Linked DNA regions of Mus musculus: all the other regions are linked to region 2. The links are chromatin contacts, called in public Hi-C and promoter capture Hi-C maps. All regions are on one chromosome and are shown on one strand. Each heading gives the region's core, a stretch centred on a gene start, on an enhancer-like site or on the middle of the called end of the contact. The rest is flanking DNA. Distances are from core to core; before and after follow the strand shown.

Region 1 (7,740 bases), core at 1,359-3,858, 2.4 Mb before region 2:
GCAAGTTCATTCCTTCACTGAGCACTAGTGAGCATACTTTTTTTTTAATTTATTATATGTAAATACATGGTAGTTGTCTTCAGATACCCCAAAAGAGGGTGTCAGATCTCATTACAGATGGTTGCAAGCCACCATGGTTGCTGGGATTTGAACTCAGGACCTTTGGAAGAGCAGTCAGTGCTCTTAACCACTGAGCCATCTCTCCAACCCCCTAGAGCATACTTCTACAAGATAGTAATGTATACTAAAGACCAACTAAGACATCCTGCCTGGATTCTTACTGGATTCTTACACCTCCCCTGGGTAGCCATTGTTGAATTAGCTGGACCATAGCATGTAAGCCACTCTAATTAGTCCCTATATATACATACATACATACTCATTCTATCAGTTCTGTTCCTCTAGAGAACCCTGACTAATACAAGTATCTTTCAAAACTGTCTCAGAATGAGCTAGGTCTCCACATTCAAATGAATAAATTTGAACCACATATGGTCGATATGTGTAATCCCAACTGAGACAAGATCAATGCAAGTTCAAGGCCCCAAGGAACTACACTGTGAGTTCCAAGCCCACCTGGGCTGCAGAATTCCTTGTCTCACAAACAAACTAGTAGAGCCTGATAAAAATGTGTGCCTATAAACCCAGCACTTAGGAAGTAGAGGCAGGAAGATCAAAAGTTCACAGCCAGGCTGAGCTACATAGTGAGTTCAAGGCTAACTCAGGCTACAATAGAATCTTTTTTCTGAAGAAAAAAGAAAAATTTGAGGCTAGCCTATGAAATTTAGCAAGATTCTATTTAAAAATAAAAATAAGGTAGCCAGGGATAGGACCTTGGATGTAGTTCAATGTAAGAGCTCTCTACTATGTGTAAGGCCTAAATCTGATCTTCAGTATGAACAGGGCCACCAGGAGGAGATAAACTCTACCACAGGGGCCCTGAGACTTCTGCTGCAACAACCTAACCACCTTCTTTTTTTTTTTCCTAACCACCTTCTTTAACTGTTTCTCTGAACACACACTATATCATATAACAAAGTGCCTTACCTAGATTGGAGAATCCATCCTGAAGAGCCCATAGCCGAGCCCAAGGGGCAGGACCAGGTTCTTCAGGTTCTTGGTCCTCAGGAATAGAACAGAGTTCCTGGGTAGACACTGTCTCCAGCGAGCTCAGAGTCCCAGAACTGGAGTGCGAGGACTGGCTGGAGGACGGCACTGTGCCGGTAGAGGAGCTGGACGAACCCTGATACTGTGAGAGCTCGTGCAACTGAGAAGGAGTGCCTTGGGGCTGGCTGAAGCCACCCTGGGACTGTGAACAGGAAGCACTGTCATGAGCCTTCGAGGAGGTGCTGCTGTGGGACTGATGATGACTCTTCATATCCGACCTCGAAAACAAGAGTCCAACAATAAGGAACAAGGCTCTGGATTCGAGAGTGGAGAAGGGGAGGGAGCAGGAGAGGACTCGGCAGGAAAGTGCACATACTATTCTTGCAGAACCCAAGTTTCCCTACGTTCTCAGCACCAAATCTGGCAGCTCGAGGTTTCCTATAACTCCAAAGTCAGTGGCTCTGTAGTGGATCTTGGCCTCTGCAATCACCAGAGCTCACACTTGCACTTTCCCACACAGATAACATAATTAAAAGTAAAGTAAATCTCTACCCAAAATTAGTCATGTGGCTGCTATAACTCAATGGTAGATGGTTCATCACTTCTCCAACAGAAGCAAAGTACTGGATCCCACTCCCAGTATTGTCAAACATACAAAATGAAGACAGTTAAGGAGTCAAGAGTACAGTTCCCAGCACCCACATCCAAAAGATCACAAACACCTGTAATTCCAGCTCTTGGTGATACAATGCCCTCTATTGGCCCCCGTGCGCACTGCACAGACTTAGACACGTGATTAAAAAAAATACATAAAGAAATTTAAAGGAACGGGCACATTATGACCACCTCAAAATGAAAGACAGGCCCATTCATGAGTGGGGAGAAAAAAAAGTGACCATAGCAAAATCCCAGGATTATGAATAGAATTCCAGAGGCCACTTACAAAGCATTACACCATCTTCCTTCATGTACAGAAGCTGAGAATGGCTTGGTTGTCTCCTATCCATTCCTTGCCATCCTACCCCTCACGTATGCTGAGTATGCAGACGTACCCTCTTCAGTTCCTGCAGAGCCTAGCAGCGAAGATCGGGTTCTCAGTAGGTATTTGGGGAAAGCCATCTAGGGGCTGGCATGAACATTTATAATGTTCGTTATGAAAACTACTTCGCTCTGGCAACGAACAGCCCGGCGTTGTGCCTTCCTATGTGCCCAGACCTGTTTCAGCTCACAAGGAACAAGGAAAGTGAACTTCCCCCCCGCTTCCCCCCCGCGCGCCCCAAGGGCAGATAAAAAGGAAGAATTGACTATGCACAGCGCCCCCTCGCTCGCACAAGAAAGCAGACAAAGCGGAAGCTGCAGAGGGCCCATTTGCACAAGAAGCATGAGAACGGTATTCGACTCCTCAAACACTTAAAGTTTCCCACTTATGACTCACCGCGTGAGACCACCAGGAGCCGCAAACACTGCACAGCCTCCGCCAGTGGAGTGGCGCTAAACCTACGGATACAAACTCCACCCTCAACCAATCAAAAAGCCTTCCTCCCCGGCAGGACCAGTAAGAAAGCCCGAAGATGACTGCCGCGATTAGTCTCAAGGCTTGCTGGGAGTTGTAGTTTAACATGCAGAACGGGACTCGACGTCTTGGTTTCCCGCGGCTAATCCCGCCTCCTCGACTCCCTTAACCAATCAGCAGCGAGACGGTCTTTCCTCCTTTCCCTCGGGTCTTGCTACCTAGGTCAGCGAGCGGCCGTCCCAATGTGGGGATGCGGAGCCCGTGCCCTGCTGGGTGTGTGGGAGGTGCGGCTGGCAGGGTTCCTGGGAAGGAGACTTTTGGGCAGCAATGCCGCCGCGGGGAAGAGCATTGCACCGCAGTGCTGGAACTGCGGTCACGCAAGGGAAGTCGGGTGTGGGGATGAGTTCTTCTGCTCACACTGCCGCGCTCTGCAGCCTCCTGACCCCACTCGTGACTACTTCAGCCTCATGAACTGGTACGGGCGGCGCGTCGTGACGGGAAAGCAGCTCGGGCTTCGTAACCCGAGCGATCTAGGCTTGGGGCCGCGTCTGCGGGGCTGTAATTTCCAGCCAGCTTGGGGGGGTCTGAGGCTGAGGACCACAGTTCAAAGCCATCTTAGGCAATTTGCCGAGACTGATTCAAAACAACTACAAAGATGGATAAGTGTAGGCCATAGGTATAAGTAGTACCTAGTGAGATTTTAGGAGTTTTCCTGAGACGGAGAGGAAATAAAGTTACAGACTGGAGAGAAGATAAGGGTGGAGGCGGGGGTCAAACAGGAGTGAAGTTGCAGATGCCTGTCTGTGATCTAAGCACTTGTAAAGTGGAAAACACAGGTTCAGGAATTCAAGACTAGCAGTAGCTACAAGGACCTTGTTTTTAAACATCAACAAACAGAAACGGACAAGTTTACGGTATAGGGAGGTTTGAGGGCTGAGACTTCTGGAAAATCCATTGGCCAAACTTACAGGAACTGGGAGAGGTTTTTGTTTGTTTGTTTGTTTGTTTTTTAATTTAGCCTCACCTTGAAGTCTCGCCTGGCCTGCCTGGAATTCCACCAACCCCCTCTGCCTCACCAATGCCAGGATTAAAAGCATGCTAGACAACCGTAGGAGATGATACCCCACTTGGAGGCCAACCACACAAATAGGGAACATCTCATCGCAAATAAATTATTTATTTAACGGAGAAAATAAATACAAAACAAGCCAGGTGTGTTGGTGTTATGCCTGTGAGTCCAGCACTCAGAGGGTACAGCTGAGCCTGTACGTTTGATGAGACTCTGGGCTACATGAGACTAGGTCTCAAAAACCGAAAGCAATTAAGAACAAAACAAACCTAGTGTAGTAGCCTATGTCTAAAATCCCAGTGTTCAGTAGGCTGAAGGAAAAGGGTCAAAAGTGGGAACCCAACATAGGCTAAGCAGTGAGACCCTGTCTCAAGAAAACAAAAATTTAATTCAGGCTGAGAATTTGAGGGAGAGACACCAAGAAGTGTTCTCTGTACTTTGTCCCCCCCCCCCTGCCTTTTCTCTTTTTTTAAGACTTATTGATTGTATGTAAGTACACTGTAGCTGTCTTCAGACACACCCGAAGAGGGCATCAGATCTCATTACGGATAGCTGTGAGTCACCATGTGGTTGCTGGGAATTGAACTCAGGACCTCTGGAAGAGCAGTCTGTGCTCTTAACCACTGAGCCATCTCTCCAGCCCCTCCACTCTGCCTTTTTCCTCCCCTGTCTCAGAGATTGGAGAGGTACCGAAGTGTGCGCAGAGTTGAACTAAAGATTAAAATGGGAGGGCCCGCTGTGGCTGTACTCAACTATGATCCCAACCTCCAGACAAAAGCAAAAAGATACAGAGTCCAGTTTGCATCCTACAGTCAGGGCTGCACAGTAGCAGACTGCACAGACTCAGTTGGAATCACTCCCTGGAAAGAAAGGAGTGCTGAATCCTTACTTCATAGTGGTGATAAAACACATCCTTGTATTAGCCAAGGTTTGGGTTCAAATCCCAGGACTATGCTTTAAAAGAATAAAAAAAAAAAAAAAAAAAAAAGCTGAGCAGTGGTGACGCACACCTTTAATCCCAGCACATGGGAGGCAGGGGCAGGCGGATTTCTGAATTCAAGGCCAGCCTGGTCTACAGAGTGAGTTCCAGGACAGCCAGGGCTACACAGAGAAACCCTTTCTCTAAAAAAACAAAAATAAATAAAGAATACCTGCTTCTAGTTATCAAAGGCTCTGTATAGTAGTCTCTATCTGTAATTCCAACTACTCAGGAAGCTAAAGGAGGAGGAGCAAAATTTTCAGCCCTGGGCAATTGAGTAACACCCAGGATTTCTTTTTTAAGTTGCTAAACTTGGCTATATAGCAAGTTTGGAGTCTATAAGGTATTTCTAGCTCTATTTCTCTCTCTCTCTCTCTCTCTCTCTCTCTCTCTCTCCCCCCTCCCCCTTCCCCTCCCCCTCCCCCTCCCCCTCTCCCTCTCCCACACCCAAATTTTGTAATGCCAAGGCTCTAGACCCAATGACATACCTGTTAGCCCACCTATAAAGAAGGCTAAAGTGTTGTCTTGAGGGTGATGTTGGTGGCCCACGCCTTGGGAGGCAGAGGCAGATGGATTTCTGAGTTCAAGGCCAGCCTGGTCTACAAAGTGAGTTCCAGGACAGCCAGGACTATACAGAGAAACCCTGTCTCAAAAACAAACAAACAAAAAAAAACAAAAAACAGAACAAGAAACTCTGTCTCAAAAAGTAAAACATTTGAAATGTAAATAAAGAAAATAACCAATAAGAAAATAAAAAAGTGGGGCAGGAGAGATGGCTCAGCGGTTAAGAGCACTGACTGCTCTTCCGAAGGTCCTGAGTTCAAATCCCAGCAACCACATGATGGCTCACAAACCATCCTTAATGACATCTGACACCCTCTTCTGGGGTGTCTGAAGACAGCTACAGTGTACTAACATATAATAAATAAATAAATCTTTTAGAAAATAAAAAAGTAAAAAGGGGCTGGAGAGATGGCTCAGTGGTTAAGAGCACTGGCTGCTCTTCCAGAGGTCCTGAGTTCAACTCCCAGCAACCGCATGGTGGCTCACAACCACCCGTGATGGGATCTGATGCCTTCTTCTGGTATGTCTGAAGAGATCAAGAGTGTACTCACATAGATTAAATAAATTAATCCATCTTTTTTTATAAAAAATAAAAAGAGGCCTGGCAGTAGGGAGTGGCTTGACACTAAAGTTCTTGCCCAACCTATAGAGACCCTCAGTCACCAAGAGTTTACCATGCATTACACTAACCTCCCTTAATGCGTCAAGCTATCGACCTTCCAGCCAGGTCAGTGTCGTCTCTCCGCTCATGTCCCTTTCTGATCTTCGCTCCTTTGGGTCTCCTCTCTGATGTCATACCTATACCACCTCTTCCGAACCTGTTCTGTTTCCCTTCATTGCAGCTACCAGGTCTTAAAAATAACCTTTGTTTACGCGTTTATTGCATCCTCCCCGAGAGCAGAACCAGACTGTAGTAAATGGCTGGAACTATGAATGATATCTGGTTTTCTTCCAGCAACCGCTCCTTCAGGGTGGACGTTACGAAACTTCAGCACAGGTACCAGCAACTGCAGCGGCTTGTCCACCCAGATTTCTTCAGCCAAAAGTCTCAGGTATTTACTGACCCTCCCCCCAATAGTCCCCATGTATGGGCACAACTGGGTGGGTAGCTCTGTTGCTCTGGGAAAGAGTTGGGCTGCTAGCTCCACCCTGTGGCAGCCTGCCCCTAGACAGCCAGGCCCCAGAGCTGTCATTTCCTCCCAGCTTTTATCTGGCTTCCCAGATAACGGAACACACGCCAGCTTGACCAGCTCTTGTAATGATAAAACTGTTTTTACTTCTGTGAACAGACTGAAAAACACTTCTCTGACAAGCACTCCACCCTGGTGAATGATGCCTATAAGACTCTTCAGGCTCCCCTGACCAGAGGACTATATCTTGTAAGGTGATTTCCCAACCCATCTGTCTGGGACTCCTCTGTATGAGACCTAGCCTGGTCCAGGAAGCAAATGATGGGAAAAGGAAAGGAAAGAAAGAAAAAAAATTTTAAATTTTTATGCAAGAATAATCAGTGTTCTTTGTAAATCCATCTTGTTTGTTTGTATTTTCCTTTGAAAGAAAACATCACTGGTTGTAGCCCAGGCTGGCTCCAGGTTATTAATTCTCTTGCTTCACCACACCCACATCCAGCTCGTTCCTAATTTTTCTTTTCCTTCAGTACTGGGTATTGAACCTAGTGCCTTGTGCTAAGGAAGCACTCTGAACTGAGCTATGGCCCCTGCTTGATGATTACTGGATTTTCTTTCATTTGCTTGCTTCCATTTGTTTGCTTGTTCGCTTTGATGGTACTAGGTTTTGAATCCACTCAACTATATCCCCAGCTGCCTTGTTACTTTTTGAACCAGTCTCACTCAGCTGCCCAGGCTGGAATTGACATGTGATCTTCCTGCCTCAGCCTCCTGAGTAACTTGGGATGCAGCCCCACACCAAGCCAGACCTGGATCCTTTTGCATATCCTAATGTCACCCCTGATTGTAGTGCTTTAACTATTGCTTTAACTATTTTCAATGAATTTGATAAGAGTACTTGGGCTGGGCATAGTGGCGCCTGCCTTTAATCCCAGCACTTGGGAGGCAGAGGCAGGCAGATTTCTGAGTTCGAGGCCAGCCACGGCTATACAGAGAAACCCTGTCTCGGAAAAAAAAAAAAAAAAAAAAAAAAAAAAAAGGAAAGAAAAGAAAAAGAAAAACTAAAAAAAAGGAAAAAAGAAAAAAAGAGTACTTGGGAGTCTTTTTGTAAGGACATCTAGGCGATTTTAGAACTGGAGGGAAAGTTTATAAAGACTCACTTAACATCTGAGATGTGTGAGGTACCAACCATCGCTTTGATGGTACATTCAGCAGAGTGAGGTCCTATACCAGCACTCACTGTTACTAGGACAGCTCAAGTTTCTGAAGGGACACAGTGCTTATTTAGCATGTACTAGGCTCTGGGCTCCATTTCACCTGACACTCAAGGCTTCCCCCAGGAGTGCCGTGTACTCTGAAGGAGTGAGCAGTATTTACTTAA
Region 2 (7,099 bases), core at 3,886-6,385:
TTGTAGAGTTGCTGGGATTAAAGGCGTGTGCCACCACTGCCCAACTTATTTTTTTGCTATATGGAGTTTTAAGAACTAGAAACTAAATGTTGGCAGGAGGTTGAGCTGAGTGAGGGCTGTCCCAGGTCAGAGCTCACTGTTCATCCCTCCAGACATATTCAGGAACATGGTGAAGTTGATAGGCCCTGAGGACTCCTTGAGAATGGCATCCACCTTGTTGTCTTAGCATCTGTTGACGTTAGTGTTGCCTGTTGCAAGCATGGGCAGGAGTAGGGTGTTCAGTGGGCCCACATTGTCATACCCAGCTCCCTCTGTCCTTGACACTGACAGGTGACCCTACAGGACAGCCTACATCTACCATGTATCTACCATGTTTGGAGGGATGAACAGTGAGCTCTGACCTGGGACAGCCCTCAGCTCAGCCTCCTGCCAACATTTAGTTTCTAGTACTTAAAACTCCATGTATCAAAAAAAAAAAAAAAGCCGGGCAGTGATGGCACACGCCTTTAATCCCAGCACCTGGGAGGCAGAGGCAGGGGGATTTCTGAGTGCAGTGCTGAGCACATGCAGACAGAGGAGAGGCATGAGACAGAGCCCTTGGCCCGAGTGTGGGGAATATAGGCTGCACTTGTTCAGGTCACTTCAAATCTAAGGACATCATCTGCTGTGGAGAAGAGGAGAAATTTGAGAACTGTTTTCTGTTCTCAAATATAGAGAAGGTAGGCACTAGGGAACCACTATCCCAGATGAAAAGTAACTGTCTTTCCCAGCTTCTAAGGTAGGACCAAAAGTCCTTGCACCACCCTCTGGCCCCACCTCAGGAGTGTCTCATGGTAGGCAACTTTGAGAGAGAAGTCTCAGGCCCAGAGAGGGTGGAGAAGAGCTGGCATCTGTTTCTGAGATAATGAATTGGCCTACCCATTCATAGCCTCTTCTAAGCCCACAAGGTGAGTCTAGGGGTAGGATGGAGGTGTCAGAGAGGGGAACAGGGCTGGCTGTGTCATCCACTGGGTTGCCTCCCCAGTTCCTGCATCAAAACCCATCCCAGATTTTTCTAACCATCTTGGACATCCTCTGCCAGCTCTAAACAAACCAGTGCCTTGAATAGGTACCCTAAGACCATGAGACTAGAGTCCTTTGGAAAAGCTAAGGGAAAACTAAACAAACCCAGAATTGGTCATAGCACCTCCCAAATAAGAGGGTATATCAGCATTTTGATGCAATGCCCTTGCTCTACCTGAGGAAGAAGTCACACCTACTCAGGGAAGTGATAAAGTGTCCTACAGGTTCTCTTTGTCAATGACACTGTCTCTGTCCTTATCCAGGAGTGTGAAGGGCTAAGAGTCAGCGCCGGGTTTACTGTGCCACGGGTGGCCTAGCTTTGCCTTAGCTCCTACCCATACCCCCCCCCACACACACACATACCTGGCTCTGCTCCATCAAAGGGACAGGTACCAGCTGGGGGGGGGGGCTTGCCAGAGAGCAAAGGCAGACTCACCTCCTAGAACTCCTAGATCTGGGTCTGCTCAGAATTAGAGAAGAGATTGGAAAGTGTCCTCTGAATATGCTGTTCTCCATTGGTCTTCCTGCTGTCTTGAGAGACAGGAATACTTTGAGGCAGTTGGGGGGAACACTCAGGGACATCCCATGTTTTGGGAGACTTAACTCACAGGATGATGGAACTGTAGCACTGGAGGGTCCAAGCAGTCCACTATGTTTAATCCTAGAGGGCTTCAGGGTAAATGAACTCCAAGGATGGGCTCATTCCTGGCATCCAGTTTCTGAAGGTCCTAGCCCTCCCTTATTCTTCCTAGTATGTCACCATGGCAGCTGTAGGCCAGGTATCTCTACACCCACAACCATTCTTTATGTTCCCATGAACAAACACGCAAAGGCATCCTTGTGTAAGTGCATACATACACACACTTGGATGCCCCTGACCAGTACCTCCACTGTTACCTGCTCACCATGCCTGAGTCTTGCCTGCCCAGGATCCAGTTCCTGCCAGTCTTAAGATTCCTGGTCCCATAAGACAGACTTTGGCTGCCCCTTCCTACAAGAACAGGCTGAAGACTGCCATCCCAGGGGACTGGACAACTGCAGAGTGAGCTCAGGTAGGCCAGTGGTAACCCTTCTCTCAGCCCAGGCACCAGAAAGTTTTACTCTGCCAAGGATGCTACATCTCCAGGGCATGTGCCACATTACTGGCCAAGGCTGGGCATCTCATTCATCCTAGGCAACTGGGCTCTGCTAGGGCAGTAGAAACCAGAGGTGCTGAGGATAGAGTGCTATCTTTTCAAAACCAGCAGATAAATGGTCCTGGCCCAAGAATGTATGCTTTGTCAGGTTTTGTTTTGTTTTTGAGACAGGGCTTTTCTGTGTATCCCCTGGCTCACCTGGAACTCACTTTGTAGACCAAGCTGGCCTCAAACTCAAGAGATTTGCCTGCCTCTTCCTCTCTAGTGCTAGGATTGTGCCACCATAGCCTGGTAAAGAATTTATGATTTGTTCTGTGTGTATAAAGTGTTCATGGCACTTTTTACTTCCTTATTAACTGGCAGACCTAGTGGCATTCTGATGCCACTTCTGGCCCTTCTGTAGCTGGGTCATGGGCAAGAACATTTCTGAGGCAGAAGAGCCTTAGAGAAGGTTAGACTGCCTGCAAGGGGGTCAGTCTTGACACGGCCCTCAGGTTTCCCATTACTCATCTGATAGGCAGAGTTCAGGGAAGCAATATGACTTGCATTCTGTCACTGATGCCAGACACGGGATTTCTGGGGTGAGAATAAGGGCAGGAGATATGGGAGTGAGCCTGCAGGCTGTGTGGGATGAAAATGTTCAGAGAATACAATGAAGTGAGCAGATGAGAGCCCCCACAGTCCCATAGTTTAGAGCATAAATAAGAGGAGCAGGAAGTAGGACCTCAGCAGCCACAGATGGGACAAGTGGGAATGGATTGTGCATCTGATAGCTGGGTAACTCCTACCCTGGTACATTTCTAAACTGTGACATCTTCCACATTACCAGAGGTGGGTGTTTGTCCAGGTGTGGGAATGATAGTTGAGAGTAAAGGGCCTCAGTTGGGCTCAGCCCAGCTACAGGGGTGGTAAGCTCTGAATTTGAGAGGGCAAGACCCAAGGGAGGATCTTGGCTGAGCCTGGGCACAGCACTAAAGATAGCAGCACACTGGGAATATTTAGATTCTGCACACAGCTGTCCCCAACAGGTGCAGAATCCTCCTACTGGTGTCCTGAGCTATGTGGAACCTTAACCACTTCCACTGCCTGACAAATGACCCCAAGCAACAGCAGATGTCAAGCCATCCGTGTGTATGCTTGTGCCAATGTGTGTATTGTAAGCCTCTTCTGCCTCTACGCCATGTAGCTTCTGTGTACCCACCCCTCAATCCATACTCCCCTTGGTACCCACCCCTCAATCCACACTCCCCTTGGTACCCACCCCTCAATCCACACTCCCCTTGGACCCCCAAAGACACTTGCAGTTCTGGAAGCTTGAGCTGCTAAGGAGTCAGGTTTATTTTAAGATTTAATGAGGGAAACCTGTTTGATCACATAAGTTATCTAACCAGTTGCTCAAGATCAGGGAAGGGAGGGGGCTCAATGTGTAGATGACCATGAGGGGTGAGGAAGTTTACTTGGTGCCTTGTAGGTTAGCATGCCTTTGCAGCTTCCTTGGGGAGCAGTGAGTTGGCAGGAGGGCAGGAATCTCACTGTGGCTCAGGTAGGGATGGGAGTGAGGAACGTCTCAAAGGCAAGGTAAGAGTATGTGGAGCACCTGTGGCACATGGCCTGGGTAATTCTCGTCTCAGTTTAGGAACATTTCTAGGATTCTAACAGAGAAGAACTAGGGCTTTGACTCCAGATCAAATGTAGGCAAAGTTCCAGAGCCTAGGGCAATGGTTCCTCTTCTGATGGCCCCGGAGAGCTGGGTACCTATTATGAGTCCTGCAGTTTTCATTGCTGCATTTTATCCACTTTATATTCATAATTATGTTCTCTTTATAAGTATGGACTATAAAGAGTCAGGAAAAGATACCCCATCCCTACAGACTGTGTACCTTTCCAAGCCCTGGTGCAATGCAAAACTGAGGAGGCTGGTTCAATCAACAGCCTTAGGAAGATTTCAAGTCACTATGGGGCATTGGGGTAAAGCCAGCCATTCAGTGGGTGGCTACAATCTATACTATGACAGATGTACACAAAGATGCTTGCCAATAGACACAGCTGATAATCACCTTGTCTCCATCTTGCCCCATCCCAGGCCAATGATGCTCAACTTTCCTAATGCTGTGACCCTTTAATACAGCTCCTTATGTGACCCTCCCCATACATAACATTATTTTCATTGCTACTTTATAACTGTAATCTTGCTACTGTTATGGGTCATAATGTAAATACTTTTGGAGATAAGTGTTTGCCAAAGGGATCACAAAGGGTTGGTCTAGACCGACATGGCTGCTAGAGAGGTACCCACTCTGGGGACATGGACTGCAGAAAGGTAAGTTTGGCAATCTGGGTGCTCCATGGTCAGTCTCTATGAGGCCTGAAAAGGAGGTCAATAGGACTCAGGATCTGTAGTCCTGAGAGTGTGGGCAGGGAGATGCAGGGGTTAGCCTCATTTGGATGAACATTACCTGTAAAGCCCAATGGAAATTAGGAGCTCTGGGCGAGAAAACACTGGTCGGAGGACATATGTGTCCAATGCCGGAAATTGCAGGAAAGCCCTGGAAGGTTGCTGACCTCTCAGGAAGGGCCAATACAAGTTCTGTAATCTCATGCCCAAACCCACCGCACCCAATGGGCCGCTGGAGTCGGCCAGGTGTGCTCGTCTGTTCCAAGAGATAAAGGGATTGTTTGCGTGCTCCAGTCCACAACAGGTGGGCGACAGATTCCAGGGCTGGTCAGTCATTACACGCCGGTGCTGAAGTAACGAGGCTCTGTGTCACCACCCTTTTGAAGCCAGCTTACACTAACAGCCTAGACTTCCTACCTGGAGAGTAGTAACCAGCCCCGTGGGAACGCTCGGCTATCCTCCAGTCGCTAGGGGGCAGCGCTTTCACTGCGGCGCATGCGCCTTTCTGGCTTCAGGAGGCGGCTTTCATTCTCTGTCTTCCGCCTCAGTTGAGCTTCCGGCGCGAAGGTCACGGACAAAATGGTGCCCCCGGTTCAGGTCTCTCCACTCATCAAGGTGAATCCTCATCCCCGTTGTTGCGCGGTGCTCAAAGCTCCTCTATGCCCCCTTTCCCCTCCCCTCCCGTGACTTAGCATTGCCCACCCTTGGGACTGCTGGCTGTGGTCTCGAGCAATCCCGGCCCTGCAACCCTTGCACACACACCCGCCCCGTACTCCCTCTCCCAGTACTCCTCGATGTCCGACCCCTGCGATCCCCTTGTTCCCTCGGTGTGCCTTCTACTATAATGTTTTCTTCTGCAGTTCGGCCGGTACTCCGCTCTGATCATCGGCATGGCATACGGCGCCAAGCGCTACAGTGAGTTTGGGGACCGGGAGAACGGGATTCCGGGTGAAAGGCTGTGTGACACTGCTCGAGCCTGCAGTTCCTTGGGAGGGAGATGATGCCAGGCCCTAGAGGGGGGCAGGTGGGAACAGCTATCTGGAGATTTTGGAGTCGGCTTTTTCACGAAGCAGCATTTTCAGAGAAGTTAATTGCTTCCACTCCCCCCCAGGTTACCTAAAACCCCGGGCAGAGGAGGAGAGGAGAATAGCAGCGGAGGAAAAGAAGAGACTAGATGAGTTGAAACGGATTGAGAGAGAACTGGCGGAAGGTATGGCTTTTAGCCTCTCCCAACACCCCCGAGTTTTCTGGAAGTAGCTGCTGCTTAGTGGACCAGGGGCTGCCTCTCATCCCATGACTGTTTTGTCCAGTGCTGTCCTCCGTGGAGCCCAGTGGAGTGTGAGAGGCATACTGCCCCTTCTCTTGGGTAGCATCTGCAAATTGCCTTTCGAGAGGTTACTGCTGAGCAGGCTCTCTGACCCCTCTGTGTTGACTTCCTGTGGATTCCAGTCAGATGGAGAAGGCAGTTGGGGATGCAAAGGATGGTTTTAGTAATGAAGTTAGGGTTCTCTTGGAATTAGATTCTTGATTGTTTAAAGCCCAAGTCCCCGTAAGGTGGCCCAAGTCTGTATAATGTTTGACATGGTCTCTTCTCACTTTTCAGCTCAAGATGACAGCATTCTCAAGTGAGGCGTCAGCGAGCTTGCTTTTCTCTAGTCGTTGAGAACGAATAAAGCTTCATTGTGTGATGCTGTGGCTTCCTCTCTCTTTACTGTTTGCTTCTAGGTACCGGCTCTGTGGTTGCATCCTGGCTTTTCCTTGGGTAGGGAGGGTCGGGGGTGGGGTGCAGTGGGTGGAGTTTCAAAGGAATTAATGATCATTACCAGACACACAGACAAAGCGAGAAGTGCTGGGGCATGTGAAGGTGCAGTGGTAAGGCCAAATTAGGGCTCCAGGGATGCCGGGGTAATCCCTGGAGTGGCCTAGCCTCCTGGAAGCAGCTTGCTCTGCTCTGATCTGCACTCTTCTGCTTATGTCAGCAGCTCGGGCCCAGTACAGGAGGATGGGTGTTGATGCCTTCACAATAACGTGGGTCTTGTGCCCCCAACTGATAATTCTTCTCTAGTTCTTAGAAAGTGACCTAAAGCTGAACTATTCAAGGAGGCCTGGACGACTAGGCCCTTGTGTCCAGCTGGGGTGCTAGTTAGTTCTTGTCAACTTGACACAAACTAGACACCCGGGAAGAGGGAGCCTCTGTTGAGGACTTGTCTATCAGATTGGCTTGTGGACATGTCTGTGGAGCATTTTCTTAATTGATGGTTAATTTGTGGAAGTGCCCAGCCCAGTGGGCAGATGGTCCTATAAGAAAGCAGTGTTCTTCCGTGATTCCTGGCTCTTGCTTCTGCTCGACTGACGGAGACTTTGTAAACCAAATAGAGCAAACCCTCCAGGTTGCTCTTGGTTACGGTTATCACAACAACCAAAAGCAAACTAGAAGTGTTACTGCTACCTCTCTGTTCTGGGCTTTGGATAAGTTTTCTAGGTCTGTAGCCTGTTTTTGTTTTAA
Region 3 (7,924 bases), core at 3,385-5,884, 2.2 Mb before region 2:
CTCCTTGACTATATATATTCAGGGAAGGACTCTCACATCATTTAAGAACTTAAATGGGTGGGAGGCTAATTATAAAGTACAATCTTGAAGACTAGTAGCCAAGGAAGTATCTTCAAGGCTGCTGCCAACCTGTTCTTGGGCTCCAGTGACTTGCCTGGGGCAGGCTCGCCATAGCTTCTCTGTAGACAGGAGACGCTAACGTATAAGCACTTTGATCACCACAGTCCAGTCACCATAGTGTTTGCTCACACTCCAGAAGGCATCCTTCAGCTTCACCTGAGCTTATTTCCCAAGACCAACTGGACACCAGCAGTCCAACCCGAGAGCCATTACTTTTCAGGACGAGGCCACCATCTAGGCTGCATCAACCAAGACGACCAGATGCCCACGGCACTGGGGAGAAGGGTTGTTTCCACTGGAACCCCAAGGAACTTATCTTCTGTTCGCACGATCTTCCCTCCAGGGCCCTGTTCTCATCTAGGCTGCCTTCAGTTTCTGCTCCTCCTGTGGAGGGAAAACGAGCTTTGCACCATTTCATCCCTACTGCTAGCTACAGCCCCCTAGCCCTACACCTGAGAGACAACAGACATCATGCTAAAGGAGGCACCTCCCATGGCATGAGGCTGCTTCCTGCTTGCCTCCCTCTCCTGTGTGTGATGGCATTTCGAGGGCAGAGCCTCCACTTGCAGAAGGCCTCACCTTGACAGTTTTCTCCAACTGAGACAAGGCTGTCTCATAACGAGCAACCAGCGGCTGCAGGAGCTTCCTGGGGATCTCATGGTGTGTCAGCTCAGGCACCCCAGCTTCTGACACCATCTGAAGGAACTTCCTTTCCTGGAAGGGAGGCGTTTCATGGGAAGGAGTCTGATCAGGCCGGCATCTGTAGCAGCTTGGCTCTGCCCATGACGTCTGCTAAGAACTAAACAATCTTACCTGCACTTTCAAGAGAAGTGTGAATGCCTGTCCAGTTTTCCCGGCTCGAGCTGTTCTCCCGACCCTGAAACCGAGCACGAGTGTTTTTGGACAGTGGCTCCTGGCCCAGAGACCTGACAGGACAGTGCCTCTCTTGGCCATACTGTACATGACCATCATGCAGGGTGATCCTACATAGGATGACCAAGAATCCGTAATGTGGCCTATCAATGGCCACTGCCAAGTACCCCTTACCTGTGCACATAGGTCCTCAGATATTGTGGGGCATCGTAGTTGATCACCAGCTCCACACCCTGCACATCAATGCCTCGAGCAGTAGCATCTGTGCTGATAAGGCTGATGAAACACAGGCAGTAGGGCTGAGGGCCAGGAACAAACATCCACCCCTGTGCCTACTCCGCCAGGGTTAGTTCCAAGTCCCTCTTGGAAATCAGCTGCTCGGAAACTAGGGGGTCCCAACGACAACCCAACTCTATAGAGTAGGTCCTATCTTGTTTCCCTGGTACTCACAGCTGGATCTTTCCTTGTTCAAACTGCTTCAAGATTTTCTTCCTTTGGCCAGGCCCATAGCGGGAGGAGAATTCAGCCACACTCACACCCCCAAAAGCTTGTGCTAATAGGTACAGCCTGGGCAGAGAAGAAATAGAAGCCAGGTGTTACGAGAGTCTAGTGTACATTGGCTCCACCCACCTTAGTTCACCTTACCTGTGGGAGTTTTCTCGGGAGTTGGTGAAGCAAAGAGCCCTTGAGCAGCTCATCCTGAGGACCAGGTGTAAGACAATGAGTGGCTTCGAGCTGAGTCTACACGGCACATAGTGATGCTGTGGGAGATGGACAGCAGGCGCTAGCCAGGAGCCCTGGACCTAGGCACCAGCCTGCCCCCACACCCTAGCCTGCTCCACAGGTCCTCCTTGCTCACCGTGAGCCCCACGGGGAAGGTGTACTTCCCCGAGTTTTCATCCACCTCAGCTGTGTCTTTAGGACTTTGTTGTCCCAGCCTTGTGGAGAAAAGCCGTGGCTGGTAGAGGCCAAGGCGCTGCAGCTTCTCGGGGTCCTGGGTCAGTGTGGCTGAGAACAGTAGCTTCTGCAGAGGCATCTGGGGGACACAGGTGCTGGAAAAGGAAGGGCATGTAAGGGTGACAGATTTCCTTGTGCCACCCCGATCCCTGTTATAGACAGGGCCAGCCAGGGAGCTGAGAAAGAGAGCAGCACCTGGAGGAGCCGGCCCTCATGCAAGGCAGGGTACCTGGCAGCAGTCAGAGCCTGGGGCTGTGTCCTCTGGAGCAGGGCACAGGAACCCGTGGGGCCCTCACTGTAGAAGGCTGCCGCCACCACTCGTGGCAGCCAGGACTGGTGCATGCTGTCTATCATCCGGTCAGCCTCATCAATGATCTATAGCAGACAAGAGCCAGGGCTGGATGAAGACTCCCTGTCGAGATCACCCCAGCTAGAGGCTCAATGTCCAGACGGTGGCCTACCAGGAAGCGGAGCTGCTGGAGGCTGAATCCTGGAGTCTGGTCAATGTGGTCCACCAAGCGGCCAGGTGTGGCCACCACAATGTCGGCCAGGCAACGGAAACCATCTGCTCTGCAAACCACAGAGACTCAGAGGAAGGAAGCGCCTCCCGGGGCCATCTAACGCCAAGCTCGCATGTAAAGCACGGACACCACCCCAACCAAAGGACACCAGCTGGGCTGAGGAATGACCTCTTCAAGAGGCCACCGCCTGGCACACCTACGTCTTCTGGACAAGACTCTCCTGCTCCTTAGCCAGCGACTTCTGTCCAGTCACCAAGGCAACCCTCAGAGGCGTGGTGTCTGTGTAGATGTTGAATACTTTGCTCACCTGCAAAAGGAGTCCGTCACTGGCCTAAGGCAGACTAAGCAAAGACCCTTGAGTGTGACTCAGGAGGTCAAGAGGTAAGTAGCATGTATATGCAGGGCGACTAGAGATGGGGATACAGACTTCTGGACGCAGAGCTGTAATACCTGTTGGGCCAGCTCCTTAGTGGGAAGTACAACCAGTGCACGGATGTGGCAGACCACTCGATGCAACAGGGCCTGCAGAGACAGAGACCATCTGTGCCACTGGGACCCTCCCTGTTGTGCTACAGCGGGGAATCTGCCCTCATACTCACCTGTACCACGGGGATGACAAAGGCCAGTGTTTTCCCACTGCCCGTTGGGGCAGAGACGCAGAGGTCACTAGGTTGGTAGCCACCTCTGCCTATGAGAAACCCATGGTCAGCACTTTCGAGGAGGGCGGGAATCACAGCTGCCTGGACTGGAAGGAGAGAAGGAAAGGAGTGTGTCAAGTATAGGCCGTGTTATACCATTTCACCCAGGAATTCTCCCGGACAAAGATGCCACCAGGGCTGGAAAATTGTCAAGGACCTGAACCCAAGAATATGGAAGCTCGCTGATCTGATGTGTAGTGGGGACCCCTAAACCACAACCCTGACACTACAGCTCTAACAGCCCAGGGAAAGCTGCCTCGGGGAGTTCACCCCATCATTTGTCCAAGGCTTAGGCACCTGGAAAGTAGGAAGTGATGCCATTAGCTCTCAACTGCTTCTGCAGGTCAGGGTGAACCTCAGGGATGTCCTCAATGGGAGTGAGATCTTCGGTGACACTCTTTTTGACACAGCTTGGCTTAGCCAACCATGCTGGCAGGAAAGGCTGAACCTGAAAGCAAGAAGCAGCGCAAACGTCCCCCAGAAGGCTCCAGGCTTGTGGAGTCATTAGAAACCAGGAACTACAACATTAAGAGACCCTAACCAGTCTTTCTTCAACCCTTCACCACCTCCCACTCTGGCAACCTTTGGACAAGACACCCGGACCAGCAGACACCCTATCCTAGTGCACTAAACACAATCTGGATACTTTGCCTATAAGCCTACCAACCCAGCAAACTGTCTTCATGCACCAAGAAATGTTGCTTTCAACAGGGACAGCAAGGCACGCCACGGGGCTTATCCCAAAAGTTCTTATCCGTCTGGATTTCAGTTTCAAGAGTGTCCCATGCATACCTCCCACTTTCAGTAGTTAAGGTCACGTAACAAAACGAAATCCCCCCCACCCCCCGGCTAAGAACTGAAGAGTCCCGGGAGGACAAAAAGAACCGCGCACAGGCTCACTCACCTTCGGCGTCTTTCTTCTTGCAAAGTCCCCCAGCACCCGGCCTGGAGCCGGGGGTCTCTGGACATCCTCCTGAGGGTTCGCACCCGGGTCCTCTGCGCCGGCACTGAGCTCCTCCGGAGCCTCCTCACCTCTCCCTGAGCGACACAGCACAACGTAGGGGGATGTCAACCCAGCAGCACAGAGAGCCTCCATGCCCCGTCCACACTGCGCACTCACGGCCCACCTGCGTCCACGTCCTTGTCCGCTTTCCGCCGCTTCGCCCTAGGAGCCTCCGAGTTCGGAGTCGCCGAGCCGCTCACCCGACGCCGCCGTCGGGGCCGCCGTCGCCGCTTGCCTGCTGCTGCCGCTTCCCCTTCCCCGGCCGTTCCTGTGGTCTCGAGCTCCGGCTCCCGCTGCTGTCGCTCACGGGCTCTGTTCTGCAGCCGCTCGAGCAGCACTCGAGCCCGGCTGCCCGCCTCTGCGTCCGTATCCCCCTGCCCCGCGGCCTCTGGGCCCGCGTACCGCGCTATGTGGAACAGCGCCATAGCTGCCCCACGCCGCGGTTCCTCTCCGGCGCTCTTTGATGACGTACGCCGCCCCGCGACCTAGAGGCTCGGGTGACGTCACGGGCGCGACTCCGCTCGGCGCACACTTCGGTTTCCAGGAACCGGGAGCAGCATCGGCGGCGGCGGCATGGAGCGGCACCCAGCTTCGGCGAGCTCCAGGCAAGAGCTCGGCCGCCTCCTGGAGGCAGTGCTGACGAGTCGTGGCCAAGCGAACGCGGTGTTCGACATCTTGGCTGTGCTTCAGGTGAGCCGCAGGGGCGGACCTGGGGGCGGCCAGGTCAGTGGGAGTCGCGACGGGGCCGAGCGTCACCTTGTCGGGGCCTCCCCGTGTTCAGTCCGAGGAGCCCGAGGAAATCGAGGAAGGAGTGCGCACGTGCAGCCGACTCTTCGGTACCTTGCTGGAGCGGGAAGAGCTGTTCGTGGGCTCGCTGCCGAGCGAAGACACGGCCCTGGCAGGTGGGTGACCTGGAGGGCGTGGGGTACTCTCCGCTAGGCAGTTCCGGTGGGACGCCTTGTCAACTTAGGATGCACCCCCGAGCCAGGGCCTTGTCATAGACCATGCGATCTGGGAGGACGACGCAGTCACTCATTGTAGCTCAGGAAGCGAGTTGAGATCCGTATACTTGCCAGGACTGCGTGAATCCGTATACGTAGCCGTTTTCACTCACTCACACACACACACACACTCTCTCTCTCTCTCTCTCTCTCTCTCTCACACACACACACACACACACACACACACACACACACACACACACACACACACACCCATGTTTTATTTGCGCCATTTCCGAGTTTGATACTGTCTCTGTCCTAGTGGGGAGACCCAGGTTCTGAGGCAAAGCGAGAGGAACTACATTTCAATACCCCCTTCCCAGTTTGCAGGGCTCAGAAATCGTCTTTCCCAAGCCCCGGTCTGGCATCTTAAATAGTTTACAGCTGTGAAGATGAGAAACAGCCGGAAGATTGGGGCTGAGTTTGGGACCTTGGTCAGGCTTGGCACACATAAATATGAGTGTGAGTTAGCTCTCCTAACTCTGTCCCCAGGGTCCCAGGGAGCCACATACAAATACAAGGTGTGGATAAGACATCGATACCACAGCTGCTGTAACCGCCTAGAGGAACTCCTGGCCCATCCCACCTTCCAGGTCAAGGTGAGTCTTGAAGCCCTTAGCCCAGCTTTTCCTCTCATCTCTAAAGTACTTCACAGCACAGGGGTAGAGGCCTTTGATGCGAGCATCTCTTCCTTCACTTGTCTGAGAGACTTCTACCTAGACATCTTTATTGCTGTTCTTTTCCACTGTGTGCTGTGAATCATCCGGACCTAAAGACATGGAGTCTGTAACCCTAGTTCCAGGCAGCAGATCTGCTTTGTACATTGTCACATTTGTTGAGGCACCTCCAAAACTGGGGGGGACAAGGGAATAGTTAGGTGGCCTCCCCTGCAGGCCCACCCTGTGTACATGCCTCAAGCCAAGTTCTGTTAAGAGTTCTATCCCAGGTCACCATCGGCACACACATGTAACATGGAGCGAGATAAGCTGGGGTCTGGCCTCCTTTCTCTCCTGGTTTTTGGCCCGGTCCTAAGCTTGGTTGTGAGAGCTCCTCCCTGAGGCTAGAGGAGCTTTGGGGGCCTCCTGAAGGGTGGAGGCCTCACGCTCACTCTTCTCTGCATCCCAGGAACTGGCCCTCAAGACACTCATGAAGTTTGTGCAGCTGGAAGGAGCAAAACCACTGGAGAAGCCTCAGTGGGAAAGCCACTACCTCTTCCCCCGCACACTCTTCAGGGTGAGGCCTTGGTGGGACCTGGAGGACCGTGGTGGCCACCGCCTAAGGCCATCCCATGAGCCAGCAGACTGAACAGATAGCTGGGGGGATTATTCCTGTCTTGTCAGTTGAAGAGGAAATGGCAGACAACTTGGTGGTATGGGGCTTGCGCCATTCTCCTTGACCATGCTAGGACCACTCTGTGAGACAAGGTCATTCACCCTATCTCTGTCCCCAGGCAGTGGTAGGAGGCCTGCTCACACCAGAGGACGACCACAGCCTGCTTATCTCCCATTTCTGTGAGTACTTGGAATATGATGACATCCGGTACCACACAATGCAGGTGGCCACTAGCATCATGGCCCGGGCCACCAGCCAGCAACCTGAGGTAAACAACTGGGTCTCATCACCACCCTGTGTCCTAGCTCCTCAGGGAGGCAGGCAGGTGGCAGCAGCCTGGCCAGCTGCTTAGGCGAGGCTTCCTACAGGTGTCCCTCACCCTCTGGAACAATGCCTTCACATTGCTGTCTGCTGTGAGCCTACCCCTCCAAGAGTGTGAACTCACCAACTTCTATGTGAAGCATGCACGTGAGTTCTGGGCACGTTAAGGCCCACAGGAGCCTGCCCCCTCGTAGATAGGCTGCTGAACAGAGTCCCAGTCTATCAGTCTGGCTAGCCGCTGTCTTATAAGTTGATGACCTATCTTTGCTGTAATTACAGAGACATCAGACAAGTGGAAGGTCGTTCACTTGAAGGTGAGATGCTTTTAGACTTGAGGATTTCCTTGACATAGTCTTCTCCTCTCTGGGTAGATACAGACAATGCATGTACTCCACTGTCTCAAGAGGTGCCCCTTTGGACCTTTCTTAGCATAGGCTTCTCTCTGGGTAGATTACAGGCAACGTATGTACTCTACTCTCTCAAGCGATGCCCCTTATGTGTGTCGCTATGACCAGCTTCAGACCCAGTCCCTAACCTCTGTGTACCTCATCTCTCCTTGTGCTGGCTGAGACATGGCATTGCAGATTGCCCTAGGGCTGCCAGGGTAAAAGGTCCGAAAGGGCCAGGAGGGGCTGGGTGTGTCAGGATACATGTACCACCTGGTCCCGTTACAGGAGCACAAGAAAGCTTTCCAGGAGATGTGGCTTGGCTTCCTCAAGCACAAGGTAGAGTCTGGTGGGTGGGAATGCTGGGTTTGGGTGTGGGGAGTGGGGACAAGGGAAGCGCTTCCCTGACTAACACAATCTCTGCAGCTGCCCCTCAGCCTCTACAAGAAGGTGCTGGTGGCCATGCATGACTCCATCCTGCCCCACCTGGCCCAACCCACACTCATGATTGACTTCCTCACAAGTGCCTGTGATGTGGGTAAGTGGGACTTCACCTAGGCTGTTTACAGCTCCAGACTGTGGCAGACTTGTCCATGTGACAGACTAAGCTCCATGCCCTTCTTGCATGTGGCCTTAGATAGTCACACTCTAGGCTGACCATCTGCAACTATAGCCATCCCCCCCTTGCCTAGGCTCAGGATGAGCAAGGTGT
Region 4 (7,389 bases), core at 1,070-3,569, 2.0 Mb before region 2:
ACGGAGTGTGTTCCAGGACAGCCAGAGCTATACAGAGACACCCTGTCTTGGAAAACCAAAAAAAAAAAAAAAAAAGAAACAAGTATAAATTGCATCAGAAACTTTAGCAAGTCCTTGCCAACCTGAGTGAACACTTGGGTCATCAAAAATGGCCCTCTACATGGAAGCAAATGAGCCCAGTTTACAGCTTAGGCAAATGAAGCGTGTTCCAGCCCCTCTTAGGCCTCCCTCCCTCCCTCCCTGTGTCCTGTGGGAGAGAATCAGTACAGATGTCTTTCCATAGCCTCCTCTAGGGAACAACTGAGCTAGAGTCCCATTCCTCCAGGGAGGCCATGACTAGTCTCTAAGTTGGAAATGAATTAACAGAGTTTTTAATCCCAGGAGAGGTAAGGAAATTGGGAAGAAACCCAGAAAGAAAGGTCCTGGACCTAACCTGGTCTCTGGAGCCCCTGCCTTTCACTGAGGCAATGCATTTGAGAACAAGGGAGAGCTGGTATACTGGCTAGTTTTGTGTCAACTTGACACAGCTGGGGTTATCACAGAGAAAGGAGCTTCAGTTGGGGAAATGCCTCCATGAGATCCAACTGTAAGGCACTTTCTCAATTAGTGATCAAGAGGGAAAGGCCCCTTGTGGGTGGGACCATCCCTGGACTGGTAGTCTTGAGTTCTATAAGAGAGCAGGCTGAGCAAGCCTGAGCAAGCCAGTAAAGAACATCCCTCCATGGCTTCTGCATCAGCTCCTGCTTTCTGACCCGCTTGAGTTCCAGTCCTGACTTCCTTTGGTGATTTAAGTGTAAGCTGAATAAACCCTTTCCTCCCCAACTTGCTTCTTGGTCATGATGTTTGTTCAGGAATAGAAACCCTGACTAAGATAACTGGTAAGCAAGGATACCTTTTATTTCTGTTGAAAACTTCAAAAATCGGGTCTCAGTCGTTGTTCTTGGAGTGGAAAAGGGTTGACCTAGAGTGAAACTCCCCACAAGCTGGGAGTGGGGTGGTCTCAGGAGGAGGTGTCTAAAAGAGAACAGTTAGCAGGAATGAGGAGCTGCCTTGGTTCTGCGTCTTTCCAACAGGGTTCTTTAGCTAGTTAGATGCTAGCTCTGAGTAGTTTTGTAATAAAATCTGGAATGGGAAGAAGAGGGAAGGCTGGCAGGTAGGCTGGCAGGTGTGTTGGTCCCCGTGTTGTTAAGTGAAAGAGCACACTTGTGGATGATAGGCCACGTTCCCAGATGCCCCAAGGGACGTCTTGGCAGAGAGCCTGTGGCCATCTCAGGAGCCAGAAAATGTGCACTTGAGGTCCTGTCCAGGGGCATTCTTCAGTCGTGTCTGCTTCCTTTCAGGGCCTCTGCTGCCCAGATGTAGGCATGGCTCAATGTCACTTTTCACTCAGTGCCCAATGCCCAAGCTGTGACACCTCCCTTCTCTTCATGTCAAATGTTCTCACTGGAGGAATTGCTGAGACTTCGTGCCCAGCTCCAGGGCATCCCAACTGGGGAAGTTGCTGAGGAAACTCACGGTTTTGTCTAGTTTTGTACTTCCTATCGGCGGTCCCCAAGTCCTTGGACTAGTGTAGGCAGGTCTCTAAGGAAAGACTACTTGAGACTGGAGGGTTTGGTTTTCAGGGCGCTACCTAATTTTGCATGGGGACCAGAGTGAAACTGGGCTTGAGGGCTTGCAGGTGGACGATGACGTACGCGCTGCCTCTAGGACTTCAGCACAGTGAGCCCCCAGCACCAACCTACCTACTCTCTCTCACGTGCTTCCACTCAGTTTGCCCCAAGCTACTGTAGGTGCATAGACCCATCACCTCCTACGGGAAGGGCGGAAGGGGAGGCGCTGATCGCCACAAACTCGCTGTAGGTGGCTGGGCAGTACTTGTAGGCGAGCACTAATTGCCTAGTAGGCGTGGTCAACAAGGCGAGGCATGAAGTAGGAGGGATCTGACCATGACTAGGCTCAGCGACCTGCACAGGTGAGCAGGACCGGAAGGCAAGGGCGGGGCTTAAGGAACTGAGAAAGCGTAGACAAGAGAGGTGGAGCCGGGAAGAATGGGGCGTGATCTGACAGGGTCGGGGGGTCGGAATTCTAAAGAGCTGTGCGCAAACGGGTGTGGCCTGTTGCAGGGGCGGAGCAAAGGGAAAGCTTCCCCCCTTTCGGGGGCGGGGCTTAACGTGAAAGGGCGAGGGCCCGCTCAGCGCAGAGCCATTTAGTCCGGAAGGGCGGGGTCAGGGCGGGGCCAGGGTGGGGCGGAGTCGACGGGTCAGCCTCCCCCAGCTGCGCCCGCTTCCTCTGGCACTCCGGCCCGGCGGAAGTGCGTCAGTTGTTATCCGCTCTGGTCGCTGCCACTACTGTGTCTGCCTCACGGTCCCGGTGCTCAGAAGCTCCGCCACCCGCCGCCTTCTGCCGCTGCCCGCCGGTCGCCATGGGCCGTGTCCCTGGGGACCTGGTCTAGGGTCGCCGAGAGACCGCCGCACTCCGATGCGCGGGACCCGGGGTCCTAGCCCGCGCGGCGTCCGGTGCTGAGAGCCCGCGCCCGGCATGCCCGCCCCGGTCCCGAGCCCGCCCCGGCCCCGAGCCCGCGCGGCGCCCTCGCAGCCCGGCGGCACGGCGTAGCAGGCGGTGCGGGGCGCCAAGGTCACCGCCGCGGCGCCGCCATGGAGGCCAAGGTCCGGCCAAGCCGGCGTTCGCGCGCGCAGCGAGATCGCGGCCGGCGTCGGGAAGCCGCCCGGGACGCCCGCGCCCAGAGCCCGTCGTCGGGTGAGGAGCCAGAGCCCAGTCCTGGCAAGGAGAACGCGGGACTCCACGGCGCGCCGCCTCAGCGCCCTACGCCTCTGCGCGCTGCGCGCCCCCCGCGGCGCCGTCGCCGCGAGTCCAGCTCGCAGGAGGAGGAGGTTATTGACGGCTTCGCTATAGCCAGCTTCAGCACCCTGGAGGCCCTGGAGGTAGGTGGGCTGGAAGGCCAGACCCGGGACCAAGGAAACGCATACGTATGCCTCCTGGCCCCGCGCTGCAACCTTGCCAGGAAGAGGACCTGGAGTGAGGGGTGTGTGGGAGGACTTAAACCACGCCACCTAAGCGGGCTTTGCAGCGATCGTTACTTGTTGCCAAGTTATCGCTGCGTCCGGGACCAGCTGGGGATTTGGACATTGTTGGGCCTCGGGGAGGCAGCGACGATAAAATGGACACTTGGGATTCTTCCTGTCCTATGATCTCTTAAGGGTTCTTTGGAGGGAACCGGGAGTCAACTGGCAAACCCTTCTTGGTGATCATTGCATGGGTATAGGTAATAGATTTGCTAAGAATACTACGTGTTTGACTGAGTTGTCGTGCACAGTATTTGCTGAGCAAAGTGTCCTTCCGACCTGAACTCAGGTTAGTAGAAGAGAAGGAAGTGAGAGAAATGGTCAGTGAGTGAGTGAGTAGTCACTGTGTCTCTGGAACTCAAGTGGTTGAAAATGCTGGTCAGGCCTTCAGGGCACTAGCAGAACCTTCAAACCCCTAGCAATGCAGAGATCTCTGTCTGGGTGAAAACTTTGGGGACCACATCTCATCTGCTGGGCTGTGGTCGCAGGGATTACTGCGACCCTATTCACTCTTGCCCTGACTGATACCTGCGATTTCCCAGTTTCAGGCCAAGCTTGAGAAAGGGGAATTGGTCATTGGATATCTAAATGGAGTTTTCCCCAAGTTCATATTCTAACCCTGGGGTCTGCCGGGTCTGTAGAGCTGAGGGTCAGTTGGTGATGGCCACTATGAGTAGCCCTGAGATGGGTTTGTTTGATTCGCATGCAGGGCCGAGTCCCACTTTGTGTTCAGCCCTTGTGTCTTCTGGGGAATATGAGATGAGTTATAGGCCCAAGCCAAAGATCCTAAACTAAGATGATTTTGTGGGGTGTGTTGTATTGTGTCTGGTGCTGATGTGCTAAGAAGACACGAAGGCTTCGGGGTTTCTGCCTTAGTGATGATAATGACACAGCCAGACAGTATGCTAAAGCCCCTACTTTGCAGCCATGGTACCAGAAGTTCCAGATCTGCAATCTCATTTCCTACCTTGCCACACCTGTGTCTGCTAGGCCCAAAAAGAACTCAAAAGAGCCTCCACATCTGTTTAGCCTTCTCCACATTTCTTTTTTTGGCCTCTTTTGGGTCTCAGGCTTTACAGCCTCACCTTAGGTGTTCTGTGTACCTGTGTACTGCTTGGTCCTGTGACACAGTTTTTGGTCTCACCTTCTTCCACACTGTGGAGACTTGACTGGTATTCCTGGGCTTCTGCCCCTCACACTTGTCAATGCGAGGATTGAGCCTGCGGGTTCCCAGTACCCAGAAGGAAACAATCAAGACTCAACATATTAAGGAGTGAATACTTGTGAAGAGAGGAAAGGCCTTTCAGGAAGTCCAGAGCTACTGCCTTAAGGTCACATCACACTGTTGTTAGACCAGCCCATTTGTATCTAAATGGTCAGCTTGTGTTGTATCCAGTTGTATTCTCTGGCCTTTCCCCACCTCTTCTAGGCCACATCTAGAGGGTTGACTTGTACAGTCTCACCAGCTTATCCAGGTTCTGAGAGATTACCCTGCCCCTCCTTACACCTATATAAAAATTTGGTATCTTCATGAGCAGCCTCACCTGAGTTTGGCCTTGGAAAGTACTTGGTTTCTGGACAGATCTAGATCATGTCTAGAAGAGTTTTGCTGGGTATCATTTACTGGTAAACTGTAGTGGATTTTCTCCCTGAGATCAAGTAGTTTATAATCTCATCGTATCAGTGATGACGAGTTCACTCTGCCAGTCTCTTTACAGATGTGAATTTATTTATCCTTTCAGATGACCTTACGAGCAGGTTTGAACACTCCCACCTGTAGATGAGAGATAGATACAAGCAGACTGGAGTTTACAGTCTGGACTGTCCTGCTTCTGATTCCTTTGCTGTGTGTGCAGCCTCACTTGTCGGGGGAGATGGTCTGCCACATTCTCAGGGTCAGCAGGACTCCAGCCCAGAGGGAGAGCTCTTCTCAGCAGTGACTTTAGGATCCCCACATGCCATGACACTATTTGAGTGTCAGCAAAGTCTGCATAATCCCCCCAAAGGCAGTTCAGTATATGTGAATGACTTCTGAGTTGTATGGAAGAGTGTCCCATTATCTTATTTGAGAATGTCTGTGCAGCTCCCTGTGCCAGGGCAGCCTCAGATATCTCTGTTCATTTCCCTTTGTCCTTGTAGGGGATGCAACCTTTGGCTCTTTTGTGTCTGTGGGGATAGCTATTTTCCCAAATGTCATGGTGGTGATTGTTGCAGAGAGGGTGCAGTGTGGCACTTAACCACAGATTTAGATCCATAGAACCATGGTTCCTCCCTCCAGCATTTAGGAAATGTAGATTTTTTGTCCTTGTGACAATTCTCTTGGTGTAAAAAGGTGAGAGGAGACTGCTCCTGTCACCCAGCAGTGAAAGGGTGAGGAACTGGTTTAGGGACAGAAGCATCCTCTCCACTCAGTACATGTGCCTTAGGTCACTGAACAAGTTGTGCTGGTACCTGTATTTCTTTCTAGGAGGCAGGCTCAGAGCCCTGCATTCAGCCCCAGGCAGACAAGCACTTTCTATCCCTTAAGGCTAAGATATGGGGAGCAGGGCTCAGGCCCATGTAGCTTTAAGGTGGCCAGCATCAAGCACTTTTTTTTTTTTCTTTGTTTGTTGGTCTTTTGAGACAGGGTTTCTCTGTATAGCCCTGCTAGCTGTCCTGGAACTCACTTTGTAGACCAGGCTGGCCTTGAACTCAGAAATCTGCCTGCCTCTGCCTCCCAAGTGCTGGGATTAAAGGCGTGGGCCACCACCACCACCGCCCGGCTGTTTTGTTTTGTTTTTTTTTTGAGACAGGGTTTCTCTGTGTAGCCCTGACTGTCCTGGAACTCACTCTGTAGACCAGGCTGGCCTTGAAGGCAGAAATCCACCTGCCTCTGACTCCCAAGTTCACCACCACTGCCCTGCTTAAGAGCACATTTTTTTTTTGGGGGGTACGGTCTTCCAGGGGAAACCACCTGTGCTTTCATGTCATGTGATTTTGTTGATTTGTTTATGCAAGTTGATTGAGTGTGAACAGAAGGTCAGGCTCCCTGTGGTGTTGCTGGGTGGTGGTGGTGTGGTGGTGAATGGTGTACTCCCAGCACTCTGGAGGCAGAGACAGGCGGATCTCTGTGTGTGTATGTGTGTTCAAGGCCAGCCTGGTCTACATAGCTGGTTCCAGAACAGCCAGGGCTACACAGAGAAACCCTGTCTTGGAAAACAAAAAATCAAAACAGGACAAAAGAAAATTGGGTGTCCTATTGCTTCAGCCCCAGTGCCACATTCCATGGTGTCTGCTATTTTTTAGAGCCTCTGTCTAGGGAAGTAGCCAGGGACAGATGTACCCCTACACTTGAAGGGAGGTGCCACTTACTCACAGTGGAGTCATAGCAAGTAACAACTATGGCACTGGCACTTAGAGGATTCCTTATAGTGGCATAGAGAGCTGTGCTGCCTAGACAGGGAAGGCACAGAGCCGAGCAAGTGGAAGGTTTCTCACAATGGAGGTGCAGTCGGGTATATGGATGCGATGCCATCTACAGTGGGAGGAGAATTCCCAGAGGAGACACAGCTGGATGGCCAATATTACCTACATGGAGTTGAGGGATGTACCTCACAATGGAGGTTGGTAGAACTATACTGTCTACTTAGGGAGGGAAGATAATTGCTTCTTACCCCTGTGCACTGTGGGACAAAGATGAAAAGAAAAATTCCCCCAAATGCTGTGTGCTGTGGTGCTCATCAGTTACTTTTTCTAAGTGTTGTGATTTTTTTTTTTCATTCTCTGGTCAGTACACATGACTTATAATTCATACAATATGTCTATAAAACCACACAACCACACTGTGTACAGTGCTGTGCTTAAACTGTTGTGACAGGACACGGTGGTACACACTTCCTTAATCCCAGAGGCAGAGGCAGGTGGATCTCTCTGTTCCAGGGCAGCCAGGGCTATGTAGAGAGACTTTGTGTGTGTGTGTGTGTGTGTGTGTGTGTGTGTGTGTGTGTTGGGGGATGGGGGGAGGGGAGGAGCCAAAAGAGCAAGAATAAAAGCAAAAGTCTGTCAGTCTAGCTGCCAGCTGCCAGTTTGCTGTGACTGCTAAGAATGGCTGAGCAGCAAACTAGACCAGTGGGTTTATCGTGAGTCTCTTGTTTGCAGGTACAGGTTCTTGGGACACAACTTGAGAAGGCTGTGTTCACCCTGGCTATGATCTGGGTTGGGTTGTCCTTCTGTGAGCTGCTGGTAGGCTGGGTAGGGGGTGCCCCATATGGTTAAGGATCTGTATCCCCTGCCATGTCTGTGTTTGTAATAGCTGTGGGGACTGAGA

Evidence for each region. Promoter capture Hi-C pulls out the DNA fragments that hold promoters and counts their contacts. Hi-C and Micro-C count contacts between places; a contact is called where the count stands out from the background.
Region 1: a contact with region 2 is called in a Hi-C map of B cells, with 6 read pairs. The contact joins the promoter of Chek2 here to the promoter of Atp5k in region 2. A contact is called at or near these places in 1 of 39 promoter capture datasets (pre-B cells) and 1 of 484 Hi-C or Micro-C datasets (B cells).
Region 3: a contact with region 2 is called in a promoter capture Hi-C map of hippocampal neurons, with 2.6 times the contacts expected there. The contact joins the promoter of Ddx51 here to the promoter of Atp5k in region 2. A contact is called at or near these places in 6 of 39 promoter capture datasets (the C10 cell line, erythroid cells, hippocampal neurons and 2 more).
Region 4: a promoter capture Hi-C map of liver shows a contact between it and region 2, with 2.3 times the contacts expected there. The contact joins the promoter of Fbrsl1 here to the promoter of Atp5k in region 2. A contact is called at or near these places in 7 of 39 promoter capture datasets (the 3T3-L1 cell line, the C10 cell line, hippocampal neurons and 3 more) and 1 of 115 datasets of contacts at active chromatin or transcription factors (thymic regulatory T cells).

What each region holds. Positions count from the first base shown.
Region 1 is chr5:110,834,851-110,842,590 of GRCm38.p6, reverse strand. It overlaps Chek2 (checkpoint kinase 2), which reads right to left and starts at 2,608. Exons shown (of 15, transcript NM_016681.4): 1 at 2,543-2,608; 2 at 1,048-1,385. The coding sequence starts at 1,378. Hscb (HscB iron-sulfur cluster co-chaperone) reads left to right here and starts at 2,814. Exons shown (of 6, transcript NM_153571.2): 1 at 2,814-3,095; 2 at 6,188-6,284; 3 at 6,522-6,611. The coding sequence starts at 2,863. RefSeq lists an enhancer at 3,981-4,010.
Region 2 is chr5:108,432,435-108,439,533 of GRCm38.p6, reverse strand. Atp5k (ATP synthase, H+ transporting, mitochondrial F1F0 complex, subunit E) reads left to right here and starts at 5,135. Exons shown (of 4, transcript NM_007507.3): 1 at 5,135-5,208; 2 at 5,454-5,508; 3 at 5,705-5,803; 4 at 6,197-6,288. The coding sequence starts at 5,173. The coding sequence ends at 6,222. Gm34319 (a long non-coding RNA gene) reads right to left here and starts at 5,133. Exons shown (of 3, transcript XR_003955776.1): 1 at 5,011-5,133; 2 at 1,499-1,589.
Region 3 is chr5:110,650,161-110,658,084 of GRCm38.p6, reverse strand. Ddx51 (DEAD box helicase 51) reads right to left here and starts at 4,634. Exons shown (of 15, transcript NM_027156.3): 1 at 4,297-4,634; 2 at 4,074-4,207; 3 at 3,467-3,617; 4 at 3,071-3,216; 5 at 2,922-2,993; 6 at 2,672-2,778; 7 at 2,412-2,520; 8 at 2,180-2,325; 9 at 1,853-2,045; 10 at 1,639-1,754; 11 at 1,444-1,560; 12 at 1,168-1,269; 13 at 934-997; 14 at 700-834; 1 more. The coding sequence starts at 4,597. The coding sequence ends at 478. It overlaps Noc4l (NOC4 like), which reads left to right and starts at 4,703. Exons shown (of 15, transcript NM_153570.2): 1 at 4,703-4,862; 2 at 4,954-5,074; 3 at 5,666-5,772; 4 at 6,299-6,406; 5 at 6,624-6,773; 6 at 6,874-6,973; 7 at 7,106-7,140; 8 at 7,501-7,551; 9 at 7,639-7,750. The coding sequence starts at 4,746.
Region 4 is chr5:110,443,433-110,450,821 of GRCm38.p6, reverse strand. It overlaps Fbrsl1 (fibrosin-like 1), which reads left to right and starts at 2,319. Exons shown (of 19, transcript NM_001142642.1): 1 at 2,319-2,942. The coding sequence starts at 2,655.